Linked DNA regions of Pan troglodytes: region 1 is linked to region 2. A link is a contact called in public Hi-C data. All regions are on one chromosome and are shown on one strand. Each heading gives the region's core, a stretch centred on a gene start, on an enhancer-like site or on the middle of the called end of the contact. The rest is flanking DNA. Distances are from core to core; before and after follow the strand shown.

Region 1 (5,193 bases), core at 1,661-4,160, 160 kb before region 2:
AGACTAGATGGCACCTCATGCATGGCAGGGATGTCAACAGAGTTGGAGTGGGAGAATCCCACGAGGCAGGGGCTTGTAGATCCAAGAAAAGATTGCAGATTTTATTCTTCAAGCAATAAGAAGAAACTGGGGGGCGTTGAGAGAAAATGAGCTAGCCCAGGGGCTGCCCCCTGAATTCTGGCTGTTGTGTTGGCCGGGATACCTGCTAGGCCTGCGGATGCGGGAGGTGCTGCTGTATCTCTGCCCTCCCTGCACTGGGAGCAGGCGCTCCCTCTTTAGTTACAATGACAAATAACGGATCCGGGCCTGTCCAGTGTCCCCTGGGGGCACGATGCCTCCAGCTGAGGACCACTGCAGAATGTCTTCTGTAAAGAGAGGAAAGTCAGAGAAATGGCAGAGTGGAGGAGGGGACACCGGGCAGGTGCGGGGGCAGAGAATGCGGGGAGAAACGCAGATGTTCAACACGCATCTTGGAGAAAATCCTGTGGAATTGACTGGTATGTTACATTCTGCGGTTATGAAGGGGACAAGTCTAAAGGCACCTTGCAGGCAGGCCTGTGTTCCAGCCACACTCCACGGCCAGGCGGGGCCTGCCTTGTGGGTGCTGGACTGTGAATGGGTCACGTGTGTCATTTCCGGCCAGGTTAGGCCAGCTGGGCCGGTTGCCCACTGTGCACCTCTCTGGCCTTTGCACGAGGAAGCCCAGTCGGCAGGACTCACTCAGCTCCACGCCGGGGACGGAGCCCAGGTCCTGGCAAACATGCGGAGGAGCATTGTCCCTGCAAGCGCCCAGCCTGAACAGGAGGGAACGAGCGGGGAGCAAGCCCGCGGTGCGTGATGCTGGTCATTTATTTGCCGCAGCTGCCAGCACACGTCCGCTAACCTGACGAACACGGATCCTGACCTCTAACTTCACACACGCACCCAGGCTGAAATGGAAGCACCAGCCGGGGCAGGTGGAGGGGCTGGAGGAGAATCCAGAGGTTCCTCGCAGGTGCGTGGTGGTGACCCACTCCTCGGGTTTTCACAGGGAGACGTCAGGTAGCGGCAGGGCCTGAGGCTCGGGGGCCGGGTCTGGGCTGCAGTGAGGCTCGGCGCATCTCCGGCTTTGCTGCGCCAACAAGAGCATTGCCTGCTGTTATCCCACGCGTCCTCATCCCAAATCCCAGATGAGGGCGCTGTGGCCTTGGCCACCCCCAACACGGCTCCCGGGCTCGCATCTGGGTGGCGTTTTTTCCTGCTGCACCACCAGGGTGCCCGGGCGCTGGGACTACAGGATGCACAGAGGACCGCGTGTGGTGGAAGAGAAGCCAGCCTGGCCCGTTTGTGCGAGCGCGGCCCCTAAGCCCGCAGGCTGCTCTGCTGGGAGGGGAGAGTGGGAAGCGGCCTCCGGGTTGGTTCCCAGTGATCCCAGCTGGGGGCAGAAATTCCATCTGTCTCACAACAGATGAGTATTCTCAAGTGTGGGAAAGCAACACAGACCAGAAACTTATCAGGGGGAGGAAAACTCCCCCTGATAAGATGCAAAGGAGCCTAGAAAAAAAAATTGGCCCAAAGAGCAAGCACTGGTGGTTCAGGATAATTTCAGGATAAACTGCCCCAGCTATTGGCAGATGTTAAGAAACACTTCCAAGAACTCGAGGGCAAGACACACCAGCCTCCTAACAGAAACAGCACCCCTGCCCAACCACATGCTGGAAGGTTCCAGAAGACCTTGGCAGGGCCAAAGACGTCAGTCAAGGTGATGGATAGCTCAGGTCGCCAATATTTCCCATCAAAAGTAGCACTTAGTAATAATTCCACACTCATGGGGAATACTTTGGGCAAAACTGGAGAAAAAGCTTTTGAGTTTCCTAACACTCACTATTGCTCACGAAATAGACATCACATTAAATGCAGTAAAAGAGCAAAAAAAAAAAAAAAAAAGGCTGGGCATGGTGGTTCATGCCTGTAATCCCAGCACTTTGGGAGGCCAAGGCAGGCAAATCATGAGGTCAGGAGTTCGAGACCAACCTGACCAACATGGTGAAACCCCGTCTCTACTAAAAATACCACAACAAACAAACAAACAAAAATTAGCTGGGCGTGGTGGCAGGCACCTGTAGTCCCAGCTACTCAGGAGGCTGAGGCAGGAGAATCACTTGAACCAAGGAGATGGAGGTTGCAGTGAGCCAAGATCACACCACTGCACTCCAGCCTAGGCGACAGAGCAAGACTCCATCTCAAAAAAAAAAAAAAAAAAAAAAAAAGCAAAAAATTCAAATGGTGGAGGGCAAAATAATTTAAAAAGTGAACAAACCTAAATGACTAGTTAGTTATTCTAACAGTAGGCAAACGTCATACTGTTACTACACCTTTCCTGTAAAGAAGCTATGCTCCATTGTGGTAAAAAAAAAAAAAAAAAAAAAAAAAAAAAAAAATGTGCCTGTGGTTTATAAACACAATAAACCTTAAAATGCAAAGCGGTGTCTTGGCCTTCACGTCAGTATCCCTCAAAGTGTCTGACTCCCCAGGTGATGGTTCCAGGAACTGGGGGCCTTTGGGAGGTGATGAGGTCATGGTGTGGAGCCCCATGGGTGGATCTGTGCCCTTCTAAGAGACCCCAGAGAGACCCTCACCCCTTCCCCCAGGAGAGGTCTGTGAAATAAGAAGCAGTCCTCACGAGACACCAAACCCACGGGGCCCTGGTCTTGGACTTCAGCCCCCAGAGCAGAGAGACGAGTGTCTGCAGCTTGTAAGCCCCATCTGCTGTGGTTGTCACAGCTGCCGAGTGACCAAGGCAGGTGACAGAGGAAGCTGGATTCACTGCACATCTGCTCCGTCCAGGCCTCTCACGATGCCTGCAGCATCCCTGTCCTCTAGGAAGAGCCCTTGCTGTGAGGAAGAGCCCTGACACTCCAGCATGTGCTTTGCATAAAAGCTGCTGTCATCTTACAGACTCCACAAGTGACCAGCCCAGCCGCAGGCACTGACTCAGGCCGCCAGGTTGCTGCCCCTCCCTGGGGCTGTGAGCAGGCATCTGGCCACAGAGAATCCTGGACTTGCTGCCAAGAGCCAGATGTTGCCTGCTGGGACCCGCCAGGAGTCCTGTTCCCAGCCGAGCAGAGGGGCCTGGCAGAGAGACCCAAGCCGACGGCGGGGAGAAGCAGAGACGAGGCCTAGGCCCCCACTCCCATCTCTGGTCCTTTGAACTGAGGTTTTGTCACTGACAATAAGGGTTCTGACTCACACATCTGCTTAAGTTGTGGTTCGGGCACTTAACATTTCATCTGAAGTCTCCTGAACGTCAGCCAAAGGCCGTCAGCTCGGCATCTAGAGCCTTTCAGGTCCGTAGGAATCCACAGATACAAGTTGTAGAGAAAGGAGGTCCAAAGAGATAAAGTGTCAAAGGACATCATAGTAAATGGCCTCAAACAAAAACCTCCAAAGACTGTTTTCCCACCACAGCACACTGACTCATAATGAACAAGGAGAGAGGGAATTTTGCTGAGCTTGGTGCTTCAGGAACGCCTAGAAAGGTTCTACTGCTGGTGGTTGAACCGAGGGGCAGCTCCCGCAGACAGGCCCTGAGGGCTGGCTGCCACGGAAACAACAACCGGGCTGAGCTGAGACCTGAGACACAAGGTCCCCTTGCTCCACGAGCACCTGGGGACCCGCCCCTGCACACCCCAGTGCTCCTGGGCTGGAAGCCGCATCTCTCCAACCTCTGCCTTCATCTTTTATTCTCATCCTCAAACGAGGCCTTCTGGCCCGCCTCCCTCCCACGGCCACCCCAGCCCCTTCTCATTCTGCTCTTCGCGAAGCCGCCAGAAGGTCCTTTAAACTGTGAGCGCTTCAGCACAGTGGGATCCTCCCAGGCCTGTGACACAGCACCCAGTACCCGCAGCACACAGGCCCAGCCTCAGGCCCTGCACCAGGCTCTGCTGCCCCCCGGTCTCCCACCCCGCAGGCTAGCGTCCACTTCTCTCCAAGACCTCAGCTCAGCAGACATTTCACCCTCCAGGAAGCTTCCAGAGCGTCCCTTGCTGAGAGCTTACTGCCCTCTTCTCCTGGACACGCTGGGCAGCCCATCCCTGCACCTGAGCCTACTCTGTGATCCGGACGGACATTTTCATTTGCCCCACTGACCAGGGCAGACTTGTGGGTGGGGACAGTGGCTCTTGTCTGTGTGTCCTCAGGGCTGCACACAGCAGGCAGGAGGCTGGCAGCCTTCCCGGAGGGGGGCCCGTGAGGAAGGAAGCCCCCCGGGGTTCTGTGCAGGGCCCAGAGATGCAGCGCACAGCAGCACTGAGCTGCAGCCTCCTCCCAAACGACTCACGTAAATACAGGCACACGACACAGAGCACAAACACGTGCACGCATAGGCACACGCATGGGCCACGGACATGCACACACAGAAACCACAGATGCATGCACACAGATCAGACACAAACATACAAACACACCACAGATTCGCACACACAGATCACACATACACATGCAAACACCACAGATGCGAGCACACAGATCACACACACGCAAACATACACACCACAGATGCACGCACACAGATCAGACACACACGCAAGCACACACACCACAGATGCACGCACACAGATCAGACGCACACACACAAACACACACACCACAGATGCGAGCACACAGATCAGACACACACACGCAAACACACACACCACGGATGCACGCACACAGATCAGACACACACACGCAAACACACACACCACGGATGCACACACACAGATCAGACACACACATGCAAACACACACACCACAGATGTGAGCACACAGATCACACACACGCAAACACACACACCACAGATGCACGCACACAGATCAGACACACACGCAAGCACACACACCACAGATGCACGCACACAGATCAGACGCACACACACAAACACACACACCACAGATGCGAGCACACAGATCAGACACACACACGCAAACACACACACCACGGATGCACGCACACAGATCAGACACACGCAAACACACACACCACGGATGCACACACACAGATCAGACACACACATGCAAACACACACACCACAGATGTGAGCACACAGATCACACACACGCAAACACACACACCACAGATGCACGCACACAGATCAGACACACGCACACACACACCACAGATGCGAGCACACAGATCAGACACACACACGCAAACACACACACCACAGATGCACG
Region 2 (5,769 bases), core at 1,234-3,733:
ATCCACATGCCCCAGGGCTGCAGCTCACACTGCAGACACCATCACCCCTGCAGTATCCTATCCACACACCTCAGTGGGTCCCATTCACACTCCAGAGGCTATCACTTTTGCAGGATCCTATACACACACTTTAATGGGGCCAGCTCACAGTCCAGAAGCCGTTACTCCAGCATGATTCTAGCTACACACCCCAGTGGCCCAGTTTACACTGCAGATGCCTTGTCTTCTGCAGGATCCTCTCCAGGCACAACAGTGGGTCCAGTTCACACTCCAGTTGCCATCTCTCCTGCAGGACCCTACCCATACACTCAAGTGGGTCCAGTTCACACTCCAAATGCCATCCACCTGCAGCATCCCAACCTCTCACTCAAGTGGGTGCAGTTCACACTCCAGTTGCCATCTCTCCTGCAGGACCCTACCCACACACTACAGTGCTCCACTTCACACAGCAGACATCATCACTGCTGAAGGCTGCTGTCCACACAGTCCTGTGAATGCAGTGCTCACTCCACATGCCATCACTCTTGCAGGATCCTACCCACACACTCGAGGCAGTCCAGATCACACTGCAGATGTCATCACTCCTGCAAGATGCTATCCATACATTCCAGTGGGTTCGGTTCACACTGCAGATGCCATCTCTCCTCAAAGATCATGTCTACACATAGCAGTGGTTGAGTTTGGGTCCCACCCAAAGATTCCAGTGGGTCCGCTTCCCACTGCACACGCCATCTCACCTGCAGGATTCTCTCCATACACTCCACTCAGTCCAGTTTACATTCTACATGTCGTCTCTCCTGCAAGATTCTATCCACACACTCGAGTAGGTCCAGCTGAAACTCCATATGCCATCGCCCCTGCGGGATCCTGCGCACACTCTCCAGTGGGTTCAGATTAGACTCCGGGTGCCATCGCCCCTGCGGGATCCTGCGCACACATTCGAGTGGGTTTAGTTCAGATTCCGATGCCATCACCCCTGCAGGGTCCTGTCCACGCACTCCAGAGGATTCATTTCAGACTCCGGGTGCCATTGCCCCTGCGGGATCCTGTGCACACACTCCAGTGGGTTCAGATTAGACTCCGGGTGCCATCACCCCTGCAGGATCCTGTGCACACACTCCAGTGGGTTCAGCCATCACCCCGCAGGATCCTGTGCACACACGCCAGTGGGTTCAGCCATCACCCCACAGGGTCCTGTGCACACACACCAGTGGGTCCAGATGCAGATGCCATCACTCCTCCTGGATCCTCTCCACACCCTCCTGTTGTTCCAGCTCACACTGGACACGATCTCTCCTGCTGGATTCCATCCATAGATGCTCTTGCGTCCAGCACATGCCACAGCAGAGCATCAACTGGGAGCGTAAGGAACATGAGACAGAACCACTGGGGACCATCTTAGAGGCTGCCTACCACGTGTCACTCTTGAGTTTGTGTAGAACAGGGATGCTTGCGAGAATGCTTCTTCTGTATTTCCATAATGGCAGAATGCTGGGTGGGAGCTGCAAACATTATATTCAGCAGAGGAGGAGACAGAGTCCTAGGCAGACTTCAGTACAGTCCTGCTGTTAAGTACCTGGAGCTAGAGCAGACCCCACAGTTTACAGATGTGGATGGACCTCAGTAAGGCTGCCCTCACTTTAATACTACCTGTGTGTCCAGGGGTCCCCAGGCCATCCACACTTCTGACTGGTTACAGATTCATAGGTTTCTGAGACCCCCTCCAGCTACATCTCCTGCTGGAACCACCCACACAACAGATGAAAGTGCTGTGGTTACAAATACAGCTGTATTATAATTGATACCAATCTGAACCTCCAAATGAAATACATCAGGTGAGGTCAGGGAGGGTCCCAAATGCAGAGCCTCTGTGCCTGGCCTGTGGGATCAGGGCCCATCACCACCCGGCACAGGGACATGATCACCAACAGGGAAGCTCTACTGAGCTTTGGTGTCCAGAGTTTTCACCAGGGTTTTATGGCTCAAGCAGGACTGATGACGCACTGTCCATGGGGTTGAACTCTCCAGGGAGGTCAGGCTGACAGCACAAGGCCCAAACACTTCACCCTACAATCGCATGGTCAGTCCTAGTGATCAGACTCCATCCTGTGTTCCTTCATCAGCGTCAGCTCAGACATGGCTGGGAGCTCATCATGAATACACACACTCCTGTCCCTGGGGAAATTCCAAGGGCTTTGGAAGCTCTGTCCCAGGAACCTGAGGAAAAGACCCAATTCCTTCTCAAACACACAAACTTTACATGGATACTCGTGTTTAGGAAAGTGGCACCCGCTGCTGTGTCTGCCGTTTTAAGCAAGCACCCCGCTCACAAGGCGTAATTACCTTTCTGGTCATCTAGGGACCCTTTCCAAGCCATCCAGGTGTCCTAGGTACTAAGGAGTCACACATCTACCCGCAGCACGCTCTGGGGCTCCGTACTCACTTCCAGATGCTTTCCAGACATCTCCACCTCGATGTCCCACAAGAATTCCAATGTTATGATGTCAGAAACTAGAACATCGCTCTCCATAAAAAATGCGCTTTTTCTCCAGAATCTCTAATGTGATCCTCCGCCAACCTGGAGGTCATTCTCACCTCAATCCCTACCCCATCCTTAAATACAGCAGTCACAGGATCCTGTTAATTCCTTGTGCTGAGCACTGTTCCTTCCACATGGCTGTTGGCAGAGCTCTGGCCCCTGGACCACCACTGAGACCCCTCCTGGGCATGTGCCTTTGGGTCTGCCTGGCTCATCACAGAGAATGAAGCTCACAGAGAATGTGCCGCAGCTCGGACCCTGCCACCGCTGTATGCAAGCACCTCTCAGCCCCCTGCCTAATGGGGTGGGCTTGGGGCCACCATCTCCGGTGGCTTTGCGTCTGTTCTTCCAGCCCCTTCTCTCCACAAACACCAGACATCAACTTATTTCAACTTTATTTCCTGGCAAACTGCTACTGAACCTTCTAGAATCTGCTCAGTTGGGTGGCTCCCTCTGTGCACCCCTCCAGGCCCTGGTTCCCACCGTCTTCCCAGTGTGAATATCCTTCTAGTGCTACAGCCCACCCCACACAGCCCCAGGACAAGGTTTCCAGGCCTAGCTCCCTGTCAAGGCCAAGAGCCCTCGGGGATGGACTAGAACAGTCATTGTTGAGTGAAAACAAGTGTACCATGTGCTACACTGCGTGCATTACTGCCCAGCCCCAGATGATCAGGTGGACTCTTGGGCAGCCTTGCAGTTCTGAGTTTGCTCTGACATTCGCTGGGGTGGGTGACAAAGACTAGAAACATCTGGAAAAGACCTCTGCATTCTCTGCTTTAAGTTTGCTCAAGTTTAGAAATCATCAGAAACATCATAATAATGATTATGAGGTCATTTCAGCATCTCAACAGAACTCCAGGGGAAGTGCTGGGTATGGACATTCCATCGTGAGGAGGGGCCCTGTGACTGCAGATACTCAATGCCTTCCAAGTGCGCTGGTGCCACCTTCAAGTGACACTTCTCAGAGTGTCACCCAGTGGCCCAGAGGCTCCCTAGTGTGTAGTCCACCCTCACTTAGACACGGCGGCCTGTACCTGACATCCACACTCCCCACCTGCTGCCACCCACAGGAGCATTTCAGGGCATCACGAATTGGTGGCTTTTCTTTCCAGTTCAACAGGCATCTCCCAAGTCACCTGTGATGATTGCTTTTATATGTCCACGTGGCCACACTCATCTAGACATTGCTCTGAAGGTATTGTGGTTGTGGTTAATCTCTATCATCAGTTGACCTTAGGTGGAGGAGGTGACCTTTGATGATGTGAGTGAGCCCTGTCTAAGCAGGTGAAGGCATTGAGAGCAAAACCTGAGGTTTCCCAGAAAAGGAGAAATTTTGCCTCAAGGCTGCAGCTTCAGCTCCTGATTTCAGACCTGCTGGCCCCACAATCACTTGAGCCGATTTAAAAAATCTATCCATCAATCAATGTATCCATCCACCCATCAACTCACCTATTCATACATGTACTCATCCTTGCATCCATTCATCCCTCCCTCCTTCTTTCCCTCCTTCGTTCATTCTTCTCCTCCCCCCCTCCCTCCCTCCCTCCCTCCCTTCTCTTCTTTCCTCCTTCTTCCCCCAATCCCTTCCCTCCTTCCCTCCCTTCTCCCCATCCCCATCCACGGATCCATCCTATGGACCCCATCCTATGTGTCCCTGAAGACCCCCGAGTGGCATAGCATTCGTTTGCATGTGTGTGGCATTGGCAGGGAAGTCTGGGCAGGGGGTGGTCAGTGCAATGACTTGGGCCTGAAAGAATGAGGTTTTGGTGGTGAGCTCTTCCCCTGTGGAGCTGAATGTGCAGCCGTGTGTTTTGTTCACGGCTTCCTGCGTCTGCCCTCTAGAGGCCCACAGAAGCCTCGCACCTCCCTGGCCCGGCGTCTGCGGGTGAATTGTCTGAGCAGGAGCACAGCGGTTTAAGCTTCATGTTCTCCGGGCCCAGGTGAAATACTCTCACCCCCTCTGATGGCCACTTTCCAATCCTGTTATCCGCCCCCAGTCTTGTGATTTGTCCCACAGCAAACACTCCTTCCAGGTGTGAGTTGTGCCAAGGAACACTGTTTCGTTGTCACACATAGTACTTAGACTCAGTGAGTGAAGAGACACTTGGTCCCGGGCCCCCTTCTCTGCACACACTGCCCTGTGTGCTACAGCATGCCAGGCAGGGTGCCAGGACCGCAGGCCCGTGAAGACCATGGCGGCGGCTGTCTGAAGACCAGCTCACAGCAGGAGCTGCGCTGAGATCTTCTCCTGGGTGCTCATGCTGGGGCCCGAGGTCGTATGGAAAAGGCTTGTCCCCCTTGCTGGATGTCACAAGGCTCGGGTGAGTGGGTCAGAGCCATGTTCCCAGTGAGTTCCTGGTCAGTGTCAGCTCAACCACAGCAAAGGGCAGCCGGGCAGGGCACCAGGCTCCTGGCAGACCCACGGTGAGAGGCAGCTGCAGGCTCAGAACACAATTTACTGTGTTCAGTTCAGCCACAGAAAGATGAGATTCTAGAATTTAAATGCTAAGCATGGAGAGTCACCACTTCTCTGTCCAAAGGTCCCTCCATCCACCAGAGCACCGGGTCAGGCACCCGGGACATGCCCAGGAGTGGAGAGAAGAGGGGTCCTGAGGGTCCTCACCTTGTTAGAGCGGGACATGCCCAGGAGTGGAGAGAAGAGAGGTCCTGAGGGTCCTCACCTTGTTAGAGCGGGACATTCCCAGGAGTGGAGAGAAGAGGGGTCCTGAGGGTCCTCACCTTGTGAGAGTCACGTCTTCACTGCTCCTCCCCCATGGGATCTTTATGTAAATTAAGCCGCACACTTAGATTCCACATTTTTCTCAGATAGGCGCCAACAAGGGCTTTCTGCATGCCTAGGTGATGAAGTCAGAGGGTGGAAGGCTCATGTCTGGGAGAGGGGTCCCGCTAATAACCCCCTCCCCAACAGGGGTCCTGGGTGTAGACAGAGGCCTCCCCAGCCCAGGCCCTTGGCGCGCTGTGTGTGGAGGTGGGCGACCCTCTGTCCACCCTCGGGGAGAGGGTCTGCTTCCTGCCTTCCATGAGCCGCGCTGGGGCTAGCCAAGGCCTCTGCAGGAGGGGGAAGCACCGAGAGGGTTTCAGGGTTACAGTAGAGGGAGTTTAATTGGGCGACTGAGAGGTGAGGCAGTTAGGGAAGCAACCAAGCATCTCCACCATGCCCCCACCCTCAGAGGCCATGGAAGGTGGGGGGAGGAACGTGTGAGCCTCAC

Evidence for each region. A called contact is a pair of places that touch in the nucleus more often than the background predicts.
Region 1: a Hi-C map of stem cell-derived neural progenitor cells shows a contact between it and region 2, with 2.3 times the contacts expected there. The contact joins the enhancer-like site here to the promoter of PXDN in region 2. A contact is called at or near these places in 2 of 7 Hi-C or Micro-C datasets (blood and stem cell-derived neural progenitor cells), 1 of 1 datasets of contacts at active chromatin or transcription factors (stem cell-derived excitatory neurons) and 1 of 1 other capture datasets (stem cell-derived neural stem cells).

Annotation. Positions count from the first base shown.
Region 1 is chr12:121,290,413-121,295,605 of NHGRI_mPanTro3-v2.0_pri, reverse strand. No RefSeq gene overlaps it. Among named protein-coding and RNA genes, the nearest start is that of PXDN, 160 kb to the right of the region's middle. Within about 2 kb of position 2,910, at least 6 of the 24 cell types and tissues checked have an H3K27ac peak or open chromatin away from gene starts, as enhancers often do. A contact at or near this core is called in stem cell-derived excitatory neurons, stem cell-derived neural progenitor cells and stem cell-derived neural stem cells, where this site is marked.
Region 2 is chr12:121,132,272-121,138,040 of NHGRI_mPanTro3-v2.0_pri, reverse strand. It overlaps PXDN (peroxidasin), which reads right to left and starts at 2,483. Exons shown (of 23, transcript XM_063789390.1): 1 at 2,344-2,483. LOC129142314 (a long non-coding RNA gene) reads left to right here and starts at 3,401. Exons shown (of 2, transcript XR_008545410.2): 1 at 3,401-4,860.